5 separate regions of the Mus musculus genome follow, and regions 2, 3, 4 and 5 are each linked to region 1. A link is a contact called in public Hi-C and promoter capture Hi-C data. All regions are on one chromosome and are shown on one strand. Each heading gives the region's core, a stretch centred on a gene start, on an enhancer-like site or on the middle of the called end of the contact. The rest is flanking DNA. Distances are from core to core; before and after follow the strand shown. Region 1 holds the start of Flrt2 (fibronectin leucine rich transmembrane protein 2). Region 2 has its middle 640 kb from the start of Gm26055. Region 3 has its middle 670 kb from the start of Gm26055. Region 4 has its middle 490 kb from the start of Gm26055. Region 5 has its middle 540 kb from the start of Gm26055.

The links. Promoter capture Hi-C pulls out the DNA fragments that hold promoters and counts their contacts. A called contact is a pair of places that touch in the nucleus more often than the background predicts.
Region 2: a contact with region 1 is called in a promoter capture Hi-C map of hippocampal neurons, with 5 times the contacts expected there. The contact joins the enhancer-like site here to the promoter of Flrt2 in region 1. A contact is called at or near these places in 9 of 39 promoter capture datasets (the 3T3-L1 cell line, 3T3-L1-derived adipocytes, the SN4741 cell line and 5 more), 1 of 484 Hi-C or Micro-C datasets (cranial neural crest), 14 of 115 datasets of contacts at active chromatin or transcription factors (the NIH/3T3 cell line, SST interneurons, astrocytes and 10 more) and 2 of 9 other capture datasets (embryonic stem cells and liver).
Region 3: a contact with region 1 is called in a promoter capture Hi-C map of second pharyngeal arch cranial neural crest, with 6 times the contacts expected there. The contact joins the enhancer-like site here to the promoter of Flrt2 in region 1. A contact is called at or near these places in 5 of 39 promoter capture datasets (cranial neural crest, frontonasal cranial neural crest, liver and 1 more) and 6 of 115 datasets of contacts at active chromatin or transcription factors (bone marrow-derived macrophages, craniofacial prominence, embryonic forebrain and 3 more).
Region 4: a contact with region 1 is called in a Hi-C map of Sertoli cells, with 7 times the contacts expected there. The contact joins the enhancer-like site here to the promoter of Flrt2 in region 1. A contact is called at or near these places in 8 of 39 promoter capture datasets (the 3T3-L1 cell line, 3T3-L1-derived adipocytes, cranial neural crest and 4 more), 1 of 484 Hi-C or Micro-C datasets (Sertoli cells) and 4 of 115 datasets of contacts at active chromatin or transcription factors (astrocytes, embryonic limb bud, fibro-adipogenic progenitors and 1 more).
Region 5: a contact with region 1 is called in a Hi-C map of myocytes, with 2.8 times the contacts expected there. The contact joins the enhancer-like site here to the promoter of Flrt2 in region 1. A contact is called at or near these places in 5 of 39 promoter capture datasets (the 3T3-L1 cell line, cranial neural crest, liver and 1 more), 1 of 15 datasets of contacts at CTCF or cohesin (the NIH/3T3 cell line), 3 of 484 Hi-C or Micro-C datasets (the AML12 cell line and myocytes), 7 of 115 datasets of contacts at active chromatin or transcription factors (astrocytes, bone marrow-derived macrophages, embryonic forebrain and 4 more) and 2 of 9 other capture datasets (adipose tissue and embryonic stem cells).

What each region holds. Positions count from the first base shown.
Region 1 is chr12:95,690,315-95,693,836 of GRCm38.p6, reverse strand. It overlaps Flrt2 (fibronectin leucine rich transmembrane protein 2), which reads right to left and starts at 1,611. Exons shown (of 2, transcript NM_201518.4): 1 at 1,222-1,611.
Region 2 is chr12:94,735,380-94,738,885 of GRCm38.p6, reverse strand. No RefSeq gene overlaps it. Among named protein-coding and RNA genes, the nearest start is that of Gm26055, 640 kb to the left of the region's middle. Within about 2 kb of position 1,930, at least 4 of the 459 cell types and tissues checked have an H3K27ac peak or open chromatin away from gene starts, as enhancers often do. A contact at or near this core is called in craniofacial prominence, where this site is marked.
Region 3 is chr12:94,704,433-94,707,974 of GRCm38.p6, reverse strand. No RefSeq gene overlaps it. Among named protein-coding and RNA genes, the nearest start is that of Gm26055, 670 kb to the left of the region's middle. Within about 2 kb of position 1,949, at least 2 of the 459 cell types and tissues checked have an H3K27ac peak or open chromatin away from gene starts, as enhancers often do.
Region 4 is chr12:94,884,874-94,888,325 of GRCm38.p6, reverse strand. No RefSeq gene overlaps it. Among named protein-coding and RNA genes, the nearest start is that of Gm26055, 490 kb to the left of the region's middle. Within about 2 kb of position 1,530, at least 1 of the 459 cell types and tissues checked has an H3K27ac peak or open chromatin away from gene starts, as enhancers often do. A contact at or near this core is called in Sertoli cells, where this site is marked.
Region 5 is chr12:94,834,814-94,837,873 of GRCm38.p6, reverse strand. No RefSeq gene overlaps it. Among named protein-coding and RNA genes, the nearest start is that of Gm26055, 540 kb to the left of the region's middle. Within about 2 kb of position 1,458, at least 2 of the 459 cell types and tissues checked have an H3K27ac peak or open chromatin away from gene starts, as enhancers often do. A contact at or near this core is called in myocytes, where this site is marked.

The sequences.
Region 1 (3,522 bases), core at 362-2,861:
GCTAGAAAACACATAGACATACCCTCGTCTGTCTTTTCTCCAAACTCAAAGTGTAACCTACAAATAACCAGGAGAGAATGGAGCTCCAATGGAGACTTTAATTTGAGAACAGATAGTGAGAGTCATCTTGGAAGCTTCCGAAGTAAAGTGCCAAGATAAGAGTGGTGATGTTGATAGCCTTCAGGAACAACTGCCCCTGGTCGCCCAAGGCGCCTGGCAGGCCACATGATTTATCCAAATAGCAAGTGTGGGACCAGCCCTTCCAAGACAGACTTAGCTAGCTGGGCTTCTTAATCATGGAAGAGATTACAAGAAAAAGTGACCACACTAGCTCTCAAAACTCCAGTAAGAGCCCTGGGCTGTTCAGCTCAGAGGAGGGCTTTTTCCAGGAGGCCAGAGTCTAGTGGAGGCTCTAGGGCAGCTGGATAGGTCCGTCCCCCTTACTACTCTGGGTATCTGCATTCAGCGCCTGAGGGCATAGAAGGACCTATCTCCGCAGCCCAGGCACTGGACGCAGGGAAAGTGGACTCCCCAGTATCGGGATCTCCTGGGGACTTTTCCATCCCTGACCAGTAAGGAAAGCACAATTACACCAGCTATGGAACTACCAGTTCTGGTGCAACAGCAGGGCAGGAAAGGTCCTTGGCTTGTAAAAATCACGAGCGATTGGAAAGAAAACGAACTAGCATCCCCAATTTAGTGGGGAATTGATCCCGGATTTCGGGCATAGGGCAGGTAGGGGCTTGAGATACTGAGGCTTGATAATAACACTTCTTGCATTCAACCCAGATGGGTATGGAGGGTTGTTACTTACCGGACTTAAGAGAAGCATTCTAAGGAAATGAAAGGCTGTTCTAAGCTTAGGGGATTTGGAAAACTCCATTTAGGATCGATGCTTTTGGCAGGTAGCAAATGAGCGATTTTACCCACAACTCGGTTACAAAACTCCCTAGAGGACTTGGAATCGACTTGAATGTAGAAGGCGCAGCCCCCCCCCCCCCCACACACACACACACATACACACCGGGTCCCCAAGTAGTCGGGGTAGATAGAAAAAGAATCCCATTTTCTTTGCGGATAAAAAGACAAAACATAGAACACCCACCTAGTGACCACCCACCACTTGTTCAAAAGGGAGTGGGGGTCCAAATAATGTGGTGGCCATGTAAAGAAAGCTAGGGCAGTCACTAGAAATTTCACCTGGCACAGCAATCCTTTTACCTGGCAGCCTTGTCTCCTTAGCTCATCCGAATCCAACCGGGTCCGGGAGGTGGAAAGGGAAGAAGCTAGAGCGGCAGTAGAGGGACTCCCCGGGCATGGTATTGTTTTAGGGGTCGCCGCCGAGGTCCCTCCTGCCCATCGTTGAGAACTGCCAGTCTGGTCCTGAGGTTCAGTGGACGCGGTGACCGGTTCTGCGCTGCTGCCTCCACGTTCTGGAAACTTGGGACAGAGGACCAGATAAGAGCGCACCTGGAAGCAGAGAGAGAAAGAGCTCTCTGCGTGTTTGAGAAGCACTGCCCTTGGTGTTATCTCCCAGCGCACATTCCTTGGTGGTGACAATGGATGACGCCAAACTCACAAGTGATGGCGACTGCTTTCAAATGTACAACTAACTGCAAGGTACCCGGCAAGACAGAAAGCTTTGCTCACCTCCCACTCCTTTCCCTCCCATCGAGGAGGGAACTGGCTTAACCCTGTGTTCACCCTACACTCCGGATAGAAGCTAGATTGCGCTGAGAAACCACAGACGCTGGCTTTCCGGGCAAAAGCTTTGTTCACGTGCAGTTCCAGTGGGCGTGTGGCTGTCTAGGGGCACTTGGGTGGCAAGGTGCCAGTGGCGCGCTTTCCGAGAGAGACTCGGAGATGGGAAGGAACCTAACGTTTCATCCGGACCAGACCCAGCCCTCACAATCTATTTTTTTTTTAACCTCCAGTTACCGGATTTATTGAAGTTGCCAGCAAAGTTGGCTTTTATTCCTTTACTTCTGTGTCCCCCGCCTCTCATATAATTTCCTTGCCCAGCTGCGCTTTGAAGACTTAGAAATCTCTGATCAAGCTCTAACTCTTAACAGAGTTTCAAGTGCAGTGCGAGAGGAATGGAGAAGGGGACCCACCCACTCCTGCCAAATTTAAATGAAACCGCAAGGAGAGTGGCCTCCCTCCTACCCATCAGAAGCTGGTGTCAACTAAATGACATCAGTTAAATAAGAAAGAGTAAAACACCTGAAGACCGGGTGGAAAAGAGACAAGAACGAAGTTGGTATGTGATTGGGTAAACGAGCCTAAAGAGAAAGGCATGAGTGGAATAAACATAGAGAGGGGGAAAAAAGAATACAAATGCAAAAATTAAAAATAGGGGAGCAGGGCTTGATATATATCAGGTTAGTTTTAAGGGCGATTTGACTAACAATGTCTCCTCAGCTCCCTTGGAACAGGTTAATTATATAATGAACAAATTCCGGCTTGGGTTTAGTGAACAGCTTTGCCTATACATTCAGAACTTCCAGAAAGTTAATTGAATAAGCAGAGAACCCGTCTTGTTGACCCAGAAAAGAAACTCAGGCCTGAGAAAACTGTTCTCTTCTGCTGTAGCTTTCTCTGTCAAATGAGCCCAGACACTGTGATCTGAGCACAAACGTACAACTGTTTTTCTCAGGCTCTATTCTTCAGTAGGAAGCTGTTAGACAGTGGAATAGGCATTGCTGAAAGGGGTTATTTTAAAAGGGAGAGCAAACCGCGCTTTACCACCGAATCGGTGCCTCCTCCGGACCCAATATACCCAACCCGATGTGAATGGCAGAAACTGCAAATGCCCATCTGAGCCCAGCAGTCCTGAGAGGCCTCTGGAGCTGCCTCAGACTTCAGCTTGAAGAATTCCGTTGTAAATCCTTCTGATTTGCCAAGGTGGCAGCAGAGCATAGCAATAGCTCCTTTGGTTCTTGAATCAGCAAAGCTCACAATTTAGGACATATGCATTTCCACCGTTCTTTAAATATCCATTCTTCTGTGCAGTTATGCATATGTGTCCCCAGAACCTATCATCCTCTATATCCTTCTTCTGAGAAGACAGTATATTAAGCTCATTCTTACAAACATATATTGGTTAACCAACAAGATGAAACCCTAAACAGGCTTGACATTGTGATTCATGCTACTGGAAACAGAATTAATCCAGAAAAGGAAGAGGGGGTGGTTATTAATAAATATAATTTCATTTTCCAGTAATGATGATTCAAAAGTATAATAAAGTAGTGCAATGAGCATATCCTCCTTTCTAAAAAGCTATGGGTGTTGTTGTTATTATTATTATCATGATTTTTATAAATGTAAGAAAATACTACTGGAAGTGTATGTAGAGAAGCAATGTGATAAGTCGTAAGTCTGACTGAAGAGTCAACTTAAGGAATGCATGGAAGTGAGGTCAGACAGAACAAAAGTCTTGTATTTGAAAAACAAAAAAACAAAAACAAGATAGCCAGAACATTTCTGAACAATAAAAAAGTTATTTTTGAAGGAATCACT
Region 2 (3,506 bases), core at 681-3,180, 960 kb after region 1:
TAAAATATAATTGCCTTTTGTGTCTGGAAACCTTAAAACTTCTTGGTCAGGAAGTCCCTGGGACTCTTTATCAACAGGTTAAAAAGGGGGGAAAAAAGAAGAAAAAGAAGAAGAAAAATAATCTTCCTTTAGGATATATGCTTAAAAAAGATGACCTCACCAATAACTCTTAGCTATAGACACCCTAATTTAAATAATTACTTTGTTGCTATTGTGGTTGCTTTAACCCCCTTTTTGATCCTCTAAAATCAAGACACTGCTCAGTTTTTTAGATTCCTTTTCTACCTTTTCTTTTACAATCGTGTGCATTCTGTCTTACATTGGTTAATGGCAACTTAGAAGTTAATTTAATCTTCATCTTGGCATTGGTTACAGCTTGTTTGCTTTTTAAATACGACTCCCTCACACTTGCCAGGGCTGAGGCAGGCAGTGTAGTGTAGTGTATACTGTAGTTCTATGAACATGTCCTTCTTTCACTTGCTGGAACGTCTCAGGACCGTGCACACCACTGATCTCAGCTGTTCTGCTTTCCTGGCACAACTTACACCATGAGCTTTAAAAAGAAGAATTGGGTCTTGTGGCAGACATATACCATTGGCCATCAGTTTTTAAAAGTGATTGTTCACATAGTAAGTATAACTTGATTACATCTTCTTAGTGTAAGTCCACATATAATATTAAGTTGGCCATAACTAGCTATCTGCCTCTCCCCCTTCATTTTCTTTATTTTTCCACACTAGAAATAAAGCCTAGAGCCTCAAGCATACTTTGGCAATCACTTTCCACTGAACAATATCTCTGATCTAATTTACATTTTTAATATATAAAAATCTATGATACATGGACTCAAAGATTAAAACAAATGCTTACCTTAGGATTACAAAACATGTTGAAGTATTTCTGTTTTTGAAGAACTAGGGGCTTTTTAACCCAAGACAGTCAATAGCTTATTTCCAAGTTAGATTGAGTAAATAATTCCTTCCATGACCTGGAGGACCCAAGGATTATCCCAGTTCTTTTAATGATGCCTCCAACCCAAGTACTTAATATTTAGATGTCAATTAATACATGACAGTTAGTGAAAGAAGAAAAACTCAAAACCTGACTGGATTCCGTCCCCCAGAAAACAAATGGATCAAAATCAAACATTTCATACATCCATTAATTAAATATGTACTAGCTTGTATTTTTTTAATTCTACATAAAGCACAGAAATAAATTTTAAAAAAGCTTTGTTTGATAGTTTTCTTTCCCTTCTTTCCACCTGCTTTGGTTCTCGCTGAGTTTTGTGACATACATGTTTTTCCTTTGGTGTTAGCCTGTGATCAGAAAGATGGCTAATGAAATATGGCAGGAGAAGCCTGGGGCCTGTTTCTCATCTGCAGCCTGCTAGATTGCAGATGTATATTTATCCTGATAAATTGGCACTGGAACTCTAGAGACTTAGTTCAATTTCCTGGCCCCGACAGCCTCTGTGAGTACCATACCCCTCCCTACGTTGTTTCCTTGAAAGATGGCACACACAGCATGCCTTTACAAGCTAAGCACGTTCACTCCTCATCTTTTCAACAGGATTTATATAAAAAAAATGCCATGAGAAAATAAGAACCTGAATATATTTTAATATGCCTTTCTACCTTTAAACACGCATTCAGACAGAAGGAACCTAGGATGACTGTCCTCTGGGAGACTTAACCAAACAGCCAGTGGAAACAGATAGAGAGACCCTCAGCTAAACATTACATGTAGCTCTAGGAGTCTTGAGGAAGAGTTAGGAGACAGACCGAGGCACTTGAGGAGGGCAGGGACCACACAAAGACCCAAACCTCAACAAACCTGGTCCCTTGATGGGTCCCAAAGAATTAACTACCAACAAAAGAGCCAGCATGGGCTAGACCCAGGCCCCCTGCACATATGTAGCAGAAGTATAGCTTTGTCTTTATGAAGGTTCCCCAACAATTGAAGAAGGGCCTGTCCCTGAATCTATTGTCTGCCTGTGGATCCTGTTCCCCTAGCTGGGCCACCTTTTATGGCCTGGAGGCTGGGAGAAGCATCTAGTTGGGCAACGACTTGAGGTGCCCTGAGAGGTGTGGGAGCATGACACACAGGAATTGTTCTCCTTTCTTAGAAAAGAAGGAGGGTGTGATAGGCTGAATATCTGTGTGAGGGTATTCTGGGAAGATAAAGACAGACTAATGTTGAGATTCAAAGTGAATTAGTTAATTAATTAATTAGCTAATTTTTAAAGGACAAGAATTAAAGTGGCAAGAATGACAAAATAATATAAAGTAATAGGTAGGGATAAAAAAGTATATAATTGGTACAGATAAATTATATATATATAATAATATTAAATATATATATATATAGTGAATAATATATATCAATCGTTTGGTGAAGCTTCATGTATTCTGAATGAATATTCTAACTGCACAGAAGTTTGCTGAGATGTACAGCATCAATGACTAGAAAAGTTTGTGCTTTCCTAACACTTGTTGTGTAGTGCTTTAAATTAGGCACTAATTAGAATGAAGCGCTTTATATTTTACAAAGAAAGGCAGGGAGATAGCTAGAAGCAATTCTTGTCATTCACATATACCAGTACACACAACTATAGAAAGACAATGGGTATCTTTCATCACATTCTTTATTAATTATCAGCAAGAAGTACTCCTTGACACAATTACTGCTCATTGCTGCTTATGTATGGTTTGTAAGACTTCCCACTTATGCCATGCACATGGCAGTGCCAGGTTAATAGCAAATGGATACATAATGCCAGCCTGGGTGGTGACCTCCTTCATATTCTTATTCAACTGCACATTACAAACTGCCTTGCACAAAATTTCATTCATCACAAAATTGTACTGTTGAAACAATTTCCATTATAGAAGCAGATTCTTACTACGTTATAAAAGCCCCTTGTGTTTTGTTTGTTTGTTTTGTTTTACTTGTTTCTAAACATAATTCTATGGAGTGAATTACTATCACAGAAAGTTCTACATCATTGAAAATGATGAAGGCAACAAGGTGTACACTCATGAAAATTATCCAGAAATGAAGATCTTACTTTATACAATAAGAGCTTATCTTAGGCAGTGCTCCTTAAACACATAGAACTGTGCGTTAACTGTTCCTGAAAAAAGGAGAAAATGTGAAAGAGATCATATTAAGAATTCATTGTCATTGAAGGTGATATGAGCTATCAAAACACATTGACCAGATCAGTAATCTAGTGTAATGGAAAAGCAAATAAATATCCTTACTTCAAAATTATATTGTTTTAGTATTTGACTAATAATTATTTAACTTTGTAAGTGAGCATGGTAAGAGCTTTTCTTGAAAGTGAAAAAATAAAATTTACCCTTTTTCAGTTTCAGTACGACTTGCAAATTATCCTTTCTTGGCTTCCTTTGGCATAAACTCTAGGGATTGCTCTTCTCTTTCAAGGGATTAATCATTGATTTGGTTTTTTTCAAAGGCATACATATTTTATCTATCCATAT
Region 3 (3,542 bases), core at 700-3,199, 990 kb after region 1:
AAAATCAAATAAATTAATTTTGGAAATGAATGAGGATTAATAGTCCCATGTCCTGTGTCTTAATGAGAACTGCAATTTGTAAGCTTGAGAGGGAGAAGAAAGAAACTTAAGCACTACAAGCTGTATAAAAATGGGCAAGAATTCTTAAATCTGTAAGAAAAAGCAATTCAACCCCAGTTCCTAAGGAAGCTGCTCCTCTTCCATCCCCAATGTTTAGCCTTTGGAGGATTTAAATAATTTATGGCATGATATTAGTAAAAGTCCTAGATCATCTTTGGGGAAATAAGTTGTGCATATGTGAAGCATAAAGGAACACCTATAATCAATATGTAATTATATGCTAACATTGTCTATCTCAGTGGTTCTTTCCATTGCTGTAATCATTTAATAGAATTCCTCATGCTGTGGTTGACTCCCATCCATAAAATTATTCTCAATGCTAGTTTAAAACAGTAATTTTGCTACTGTTATAAATGGTAATGTAAAATATCTGTGTTTTCCTACGGTCTTAGGTTATTAGAACCCCTAAAAGGGTTGAAAACCACTGGTATCTGATAGCATTTCAAGGTGAAAAAGGAACCAAGGGGCATTTTATTTTTCTTGGAAGCAACATTTTATTATGGACAGATAGAAAACCCCAGATGGAGAACACAGAAGAAGTCGGTTCACACAGGAGAAAGAAGAGGAGCGAAAGCAAGGAGAGAAAACTGAAAATAAGAACTGAGGAGATTATGACTGAGATTATGAGCATCTTTATCGACACAGTTGGATGAGATAGACAACTAAGGTTCAGTCCTGGGTTTCAAAGAATTGCAGTGAAAAACCCACTGAAAGTGGCTCCTTGATGCTCTCCTCAAACCGCGTGATTTGATTCTACACTTGCATTATCTGCTGCACTTCTGTGCTGTTCCATTATGTGTAATCAAGAAATGACAGAAGCAGCCAGGCGATTGTAGAATTCCACTACATGGTAAAATCTGAGAGAATGATGTGCAATATTTTCTTACCTCCTACATTACCCCCAAAGTTGGAGATATGAACAGTAGACAGCCCTTAATGAGAAAAGGATATGCATATCTTACAGAGAAACAAAAAGAAATTTACAACTGAAAGCATGCAGTTTATCACTCTATACAGAATAACAGAACGTCATTCTTGTTTGGGTGCTATGGTATTATTTTTTATTACTACTGGACTGCCCTCTCATAGGTCCTCATTCCATTCCTCCTCCCGCTGTCTCCAAGAGAATGTATGCCACCTCCCTGCCAGGCATTACCATACCATGAGGCCTCAAGTCTTTCAATGGTTAGGCACATCTTCTCCCACTGAGGCCAGCGCAGGCAGTCCTCAGCTGTATACATGTTGGGGCCTCAGACCAGCTCATGTATGCTGCTTGGTTGGTGGTTCAGTGTCTGAGAGACCTTAGGGGTCTTGCATGTATATGTGATTTTAATAAAGAGACTGGGTAATAATTATCATATTGAGAACAGATCATCATCTACGACATACACATTCCCATGCCCATACACGTGTTTCCTTTAGCTGTGTTCACTGGGAGCATAAACATCCTGCCTTCAGCCTTCCTATATTAGTAGAATTGATAAGGTAACATTTGCAAATTGCTCAGTGAAGCCTAGATGTTTTTCTGCTAATAAAAACATTTTTCTAATGTGACATTTGATTTGAAAGGTTTGAAAAGTGTGTGTGTACACTTGAGGGGCTATTGTAAGCAAATGGTCCAATTGCAGTAATGAAGAAATAGACATGGAGCTGCCTTCGTGTCTCCGTTCTGCATATTATTTGTGTTGATTTTACACATATTTCAGAATTAATTTCAAAACAAGAAATATATGAGGCTGTGACATCTAACTTTGTTCTGTTTTCAGCTCTGAATGGAAGCAGTATGTGACCTCTGTACACCAATTCTAGCTACAATTCCTTCGGCCGTGTTCTCAGAAACCACTTTCCCCAAGGCATTGGTGTGATTCAGACACTGTATTTAACTGTACTGTCCAACAGGCAGGGTCTCTACATTTGAGATCTAATAGCATGTGAAAATTGTTGTAAAAATAGAAGTACATGTGCAAACATTAAAATGCAGTTCAAACAAACAGTTCACGGAAGTCTTCTAGTGTGAATTTTGAACAGCTGAGTTTTGCCAAGCAGAGTCAGGGAAGAAGATATGGACAGCTGCCAAGGAAAAGACAATTGTCCAGAAAAATCAAATACAGAGAAGAAATCTGAATGATAAAAAGTTTTGATACATGAAAATATTTTAAAATTTCTAAGTCTATGATATGGTTATGAGTGTGTGGTGCAAAGTTGTAAAGGTTATGGGAAATATGAGTCCTTTTCAAAACTAGAACTTGTGAGTGTTCCAGAAGGATGATAAATTTAAAGACAGAGGAAGACCCCAGTTCAAAGCAAGCAAGCAACAACAACAACAACAACAACAAATTAGACATTCTCAAAAGAAAACCAACTAAATAAAGCATATGTTTATGGTATCCCAAGAAATGATTTAACAAGAGGAAATTCTGGGGCAAATTTGCCATTAAAAGTAAGTTTTCTTACCTAGAAAACATGGACAAGTGAGATATCAGTTAACAATATTATCTGTAAGATTGATTTTGTAATACTGTGTTTAGTAGTTACATGATCTTGACATAGTTTTAATACTCCATTGACCTGAGTGTCTAGATTTGGTGGATAAGAAAAGGGTTGTGATGATCATAATAATAATAATAATAATAATAATAATAATAACTATTATTATTATTATTATTATTATTATTATTATTATTATTATTATTATTATTATACTATTTCCTATTATGGAGGTTTCATCCCACTCGGTTCCTATTTATCGCTTTGTCATGTGGCTGTACTATTACTCTTGCTACAGTAACTCAGAAACTAGCATAGCAGCCTTTAGAGATCAGGTCAGGGCTCAGTGGAACCCATGAATAGTATTTAAGGAGGAGAAAGCAAGGGAAGTAATTACTATAATATAGCATGTCCAGACAGCAAGCTTGACCTTTCAGAATCCCATGGGCTGAAGTACATGCTCCAGTTACTGTCTGCACTTGTGAAGAGAGGCATTTTTTTTCTCCTAGGCTAAATAGCCTTTTTGAGAGATCCTGCTGTGGAAGGGATGGAGGGATTTATGCCTGCTGAGTTAATGCAGGACACATAGTTGTTTGGCAGTCCAGGGTTGGATGCTGAGGAAGAAAAAGAACATGTGTAATCCTACAGGGATCTAACAGCCTAGAAGTAAACAACGGTTAACTCATAAGTTGTTAAAACTGATTCGAACTGGGAAAGAAAGAAAAAGGTGTCTCTCTGAACAGAGCTAAGGCTAAACTTTAAAGATAAGAGCATAGCAGCTTTGACATCCTGGTGAATTACATTTAATTTTGATGGAATGGTTATTTGGATATGAAAAGTTCTCTCACACAATTCATTGTTTGAAAATCTAGTCTCCAGCAAGTAACATTGCTTTTGTCTATTTTGGAAATTTTGAGGCATAGGAGTCTTACCTG
Region 4 (3,452 bases), core at 281-2,780, 810 kb after region 1:
ATGTTAGAGAATAACTGTACTTAGTCGTAAGGAGTATTGACTGCTTAACAGGCCCATAATATTTCTTATCTTTCTGTATATAAATGTTGTCTTCTCAGCTCTCCTTTAGTGGCATCATAGAATATAATTGAATGATTTTTATATCTCTCATTTTAGAAGTCATATACTTATTGGACACTGTGTTTCTTCCTCAAGATAGATACAAACCCATTATAAAAATCCTGTTACTTTTTGATCAAGCACTCTGAAGGCATAGTATTTCTTGCCTAAGTTGCAATATTTTAATTTCTATGTTTTTTTTAAGAAATTCTATAAATTGCATGGCAGATGAAGGGTAGTATAAAATATGGTGTTTTCACTACATAAAAGAAGAAAAGAAATTAAGACTGCTTAAGTGGTTGTATGCTAGGCAAGCTCTAAATTTCGGCAGGTTTCTTCTCCCTGAGCAAGTGAAGATGCAAGGATGATCTGAAAGTATCATCCCTGTTTCTTTTTAGCTGCTTTTAAATAGGAATATTCCAAGATCTTATTTTATCCAAAATACAGATTACAGAAAATTGTTCCAGATATTCAACTTTGCTGGAAGTTTCAGTGCTATTTTCTATTTTTTATTATATATATATATATATATATATATATATATATATATATATATATATATATATATATATATAATACAAAAACACAAATTAAGTAGTTTTCAAAGGAGGGTAGAAAGAGAAAACAATAGAAGGGGAAAAGAAGCAGAGGAAGGAAAGGGAGGTAGGAAGGAGGAGGACAAGGAGAAGAAGGGAGAAACAAAGGAAAGGACCTCAGAGTAAGAAAGTTTGATTATGTTAGCATTCTTTGAATTATACATCTATTGCTTCCTTTCTTGTGCTAAGCCTTTCTCCCCAAAGAACTGGATCAATATTAAATTAAGCCTTTGATTTTTAAAAATCCTGGTATGAATTTAACATGTGAGAAAATTAATTTTAAAATATATATATCAAATTCTTATATCTACATTAAGACACAAAGAAAATTCAAGTGAACATTATACAGTACTTTGTCAATATAGTGTACACCTCTGATTTCTGTATTTGAAGGCTGATACTAGAAGATCATGAGTTTAAATCCAGCCAAGTTTGGTTGAATAGCAAGATTCTCTCTTTAAAAATAAATTAAATTAAAAAGACATGAAGAAAATATCTTTTAAGCTAAACAATTTTCTACTTACATTTCTCTTTTGATCTCCTTTCAGAATGCGCACTTCTTAAATGATGCATTCTCATTTTGAAAGGTAGTATGGAAAAATATTTGTATTCTGCACCACCATAAAATACTTTGCTTTAAATTATTAATTGAAAGGTGGGTCTTCTAGATTTATTGTATAATTAAATGAAAACATACTAGTCTTCAATTTTTAAACTTTAAGTTACTGATTTGAAGACAATAGCCTTTTTGTCTCTCACTGAAGGAGAGATACTGGATCCATTCCCCTCCCTCTCTCTGCCCCTATGACAATTTAGCCTTGACCTTGGCTGACTCATTTAGAGAATAAACATAACTGAACAGTGTTCTCATTTGATGAAAAGCAGAAGTATGTGATATAGTTTAAAAGGGATGAGAAAGGATGAGAGTTGACATTTTTTTTACAGAATAATTATGATTAATAAAACCAGAACCTCTAACCTTGCGTGCACTGCACTCTCTGGACAGAGTCAAAGTTAGTAGCTATGATCTTCATTGTAAATTTATTGTCTATTATCAGAAATGTAGCAGATGCTTTCAACACTATTTCATCTCCATATGAGGATATTCTTCTCCTTATCCAATAGCACATTTTGAAAGGGAAAAATAAAAGAGGAATTAATGCTTAAATTTGATGTTCAGTTTCAAGCTACCTAGTTGCAAAATTAGTCAAATGCTGAAGGTAGGTCATGAGTTGATGTTCACAAGCACATAGCAGACAGGGCAACAAAACATTCATAGGAAGATTGTTTCTTGAATCTTAAAACCCCATTATGAACCTGGCTGTGTTTGGATGACAGAACTGAGGTGCAAGTTAGGATAGAGGACATTCTTCAATGTTCTTCTGTTCTTCCACTTAGAAATATAGACATAAGGGGCCCCCCTTTTGTTATCAAATCATGTTGAAACTCCATCTTAGATGAAAGTAGTTGGCCAATGGAAGGAACAGGCTCATATTAGCCCTTGAATTATTCTGTAACCCTAGATGCTGTCAGGGAAAGTATTGCCATGTGTTTGGATGAAACTTTTCTATCAGTTCTCTTAGGTGTTTGCATATGGCTTCTGTTTTTTTTTTTTTTGTTGTTGTTTTGTTTTTTTTACTATTGCTATTGTGATCTTATTCTTTCAGTTATTTTCATGGGCAGCTAACTTTCTATGTAGATCATCCTTGTATCCTGTAAGACAAAACAAAAGACCCTCCACACTTCTGCTTTGGTTCTCAATATTTCTCCTTAATTTGGAGTAACAATCTCATCATCTAATCCAAAGGATACATTATGGGTACTTTTTTGTCAGCAGTCTTATATTAAGTGTGTGTTTGTAGTGTTTGTATGGTATGTGTATGTGTGTATATGCATAATGTGTGTGTGTGTGTGTGTGTGTGTGTGTGTGTGTGTGTGTGTGTATTTGTGTACATCTCTGTTTACTCACTGGACATAATGAAAGTTAGTAGTTATGAAATCTATAAATTTATTGTCTATTAAGAGAAATGTAGCACCATTTCATGTGTGTGTGTGTGTTTATGGTGTGTGTTTGTACCTGTGTGGTATGTGTCAGTGTCCATGAATGTGTATGTATGTGTGATGTGAGTATAGATGTGTAAGTGTGGAGTGTGTGTGCATGGTTGTATGTGCATAATGTGTTTATGTGTTTAATGTGTGTGTGTGTGTGTGTGTGTGTGTGTGTGTGTGTATTTGTGTGTGTGTGTGTGTGTGTGTGTGGTTTGAAATTCGAAATGTATGATGGTAAGGAACTAAATTGTTTTAGTTGTATTATAGGAGTTCTTTGGATCCCAGGAATAAAGGAAAATCAAATGAGGTTATGAGTCTAGGAGAAGCAAAAAAGCTAAACAATAAATGTGATCTCAGCTAGAGACTGCTTTTCTATGTTAAACTTGGTTATATAAACTATTCAAGTTCATTTCACCTGGACATTAGATGGGATAAGGGGTTTCCCAGAGTGGAGGACTGGGAAAGGACATAACATTTGAAATGTAAATAAAGAAAATATCCAATTAAAAAAAGAGTAAAGAAAACTTTTCCAGAAAATACATCATTAGATTCAAGGACAATTTCTTGTACATTGCAAGGGTTTTGTCATTGTAGGATGAAGAGAATGGCTAAATAAAACAGGAAAGGCTGTGCTTCTGTGTTGCTTCAATCACAAAAGAGATGGTAGTTTGAATTTAGTTATTGATTACTGAAATTTGATCAGTCTTG
Region 5 (3,060 bases), core at 209-2,708, 860 kb after region 1:
TTCTTAGAGTTATATTCTCTTTCCCTAACTTGAATATATTTGAACATATTTATACTGTCTCAGATTACAAAAGGGTAAGTTTTAGATTGCAAACACATGTAACTTCAGAAATTCTTTTGTCAAATAGACAAAAGCAATAGCAGAAAATCTAGATAGGCATATGAAGAGACGTTAAATTCATGTTCACAATTATGGGATTCATAGCTTTCATATTGGGAAGTTACAAGAATATGACAAGAGAAAGTTAATTCAAATCATAAAATATGTTCAAGAAATATGATCAAAGAAATAATACTGCAATTTCACATGAAACAGATCCTATCAATATGGTCTTACCACACTAATATTTATAAATTTTAGGATGTTTTTATTACCCTAACCTCATAAATATATCCTGTAATAATAAATCAGGCTCTGAATGACTGTGCTCATGGATACATAACGCGAATATCAATCCAACTGCATATTAACATTCCAACAAGCCTCTTCTCACTTATCTCTGCTTACCTAAGGGCAAAGCATAAGTTGTTTCAGGGAACCAAATAAAATCTACAAGAACAACTATTTCAGGATGGAAAGTGGAAGACTGAGAATGAAGAATGCAGAGGCAATATTTCAACCTTTATTTGTTAATCACAATATATCACTGTTCATTGTTGTTCTGCTAACCGTCCTTTGCTGACTCCTTAATATGATAAACCTATGGGAATTCATTAGGGACGTTTGGGTAAGTCTTAAGTAGACTCATGACACATGCATCTTCAGATGAAATAGGGCTCTACCTTAATCAGTCTATGTGTGGGAGAACTAAAACCACTGAACTTTTCAAATGGATTTAAGGAGGGGAAAAAGGATAAATTAACATTCCAGGGACATACATGAGGTGCTTGTCTGTAAATAGCATCCTGTCCTGAGTGAAACTGAAGAAAATAATGTACTGGGATAATTGAAATAGCAAATGTGTTAGTCAGAGCTGGAACCGTGGTAGAGAAAGGACACATATTGCATAGGAAGCAGGGCTTTGAGGATACTTTTCCACTACCTTTATTCAATAAGAAAGAAATAATCTTGTACTCTCTCAGACATGTTGTACTGAGAAAACTTTAAGAACACAAAACACCCAATCCTTCTCACCTGAAAGTTCAGATGTGCAAAAAGCAGAAAGTTGCTAAAATCACTGTCCCAATATGTAAGACAAAAGTGCCATTAAATGTACAACCAGAATCGTGCCATCCAAACAAACTGTAGGAGAATAACTGGAATTTCTAAAAAGATTTCTTTTTAAAAAAGGAATACATTATTTACAGCTTAAGTGGGTTCAAATGTTATAATCATCAGACATTAACTATGTTTCAACAGTATTTTATTTGTCAGTGAAACCACTGTCCTCCTCTCAAAGGAGTGTTCTATTTCATAGTTCCAAACAAAAATACAACTGCTACATGTTTTCCTGCTTAGTGGTGCTCCAAGCCCTTGCCTCTGAAAAAGACAGCAATTTATGACCGCAAATCTCACCCTGTGCATGTTTTCAGCCTTAGCTGCGACCAAATGAATTAGAAACTCTGGGAAAATACTTCTGCCATGGATGTTTTGGACAATTCTATGGCTGAATGTTCTAATCACTATGGAAATTAATATGGTGGTTATGACTGAAAGAATAACATCTGGTATATCAACAAAAGAAATATAATCTTAAAATAGAATAAATTTTCAGGAATAACAAAGAATATATTTCCTAAAGATTTGAAAGGAACACAATTGGAATAAAAAAGACTCAAATTTTCCTGGCAAAAAGTCAATTGTTTTATTAAATAATTGACGTAAATACGCACTTGGGTGTATGGACGAGATTCCAGATTACTTCCCTGTCTTAGACATAATTGAATAAAATTTTTGGTAATCTGCATGTTTTGTGCTAGATGTTCTCCAAAGCTCTATAATTTCCAGACCATAGAATTTTATTTCTGGAGAAAGGAGTTGAATACCCAGTAGTGGCATAAGAAAAAGTTTGTAATCTACCATCATGCAATCTTGGGATTTAGTTCAATGAAAGAGAACTTGCACAGTAGGCACAAAGTCCTGACTTTCATACTCAGCACTAAATAAGCTAATATTTACAACTCAGAAGAGGCATTAGAAATAAAACCATCAAAATATTTCTGGAAAGTGAGTATCAAGACATATATTTTATGTTCCGCTGTGAAAATGCTTTTAGAAATCTCAGAAGACACCCAAGAAATCAAGCTTGGGGATACCTATCTTTGAATTCTTATTTTTCTAAATTAGTATTTTGGGGGTTATGTAAAAGAACTTCTAGATTAATGTTTTTGGGGGGTTCACAAATTTGCCAGTTGTAGGTCTGATTCTTGTGCTTTCTCTTGGGTTCTTTTCTTTCTGACATTATTTTCCCAATGTCATCATGACTGTTTTTGTCTTCTTTTATAACATCATATTTCATTATTAACCCTTAGAAGCCTGCTCGTTTTCTAATGAGCAGGAGAAAGAGGCGATTACAGGGGGAAGGGAAGGGCCTGGGAGAAGCTAAGGTCTAGCAAACCATAATCAGGAAATATTATATGAGAAATAAATATATTATCAATTATATAAAACCTTGTTTTAATTTAGCATTCAGACTTTAGCATCCAGATTTCATCCAGATTTCATTAAGACATTGTCATGCATATTTTTTCTACTCCTCCTCTTTTCCTTTCCCTCCTCACCCCTCATACCTACAATGTGTGGGTCAAAGGCTTGTCTGTGGGGAACTGTATTATTAAGTTAGCTAATAAGGAAAGACTCAGTCTACAGTGGAAAGCACTATTCTCTAGACATAGAGATGGTAATCTGTAAAAACAGTGAACAGTTATGCTGAGTTCAAGCAAGCAAACAAATGAATATATTTATTTTTCTCTGTTTTTGAAAGCACATATAATATATAAGCCACTTCAAGTTATGCAATACTGAATTGTAACCTTGAATCAGGAGCTGCAATACACTCTTATGTGTTGATATTTGTCAGGATATTTTATTGCAGCAACAGAAATGAATCTAGGATATTGG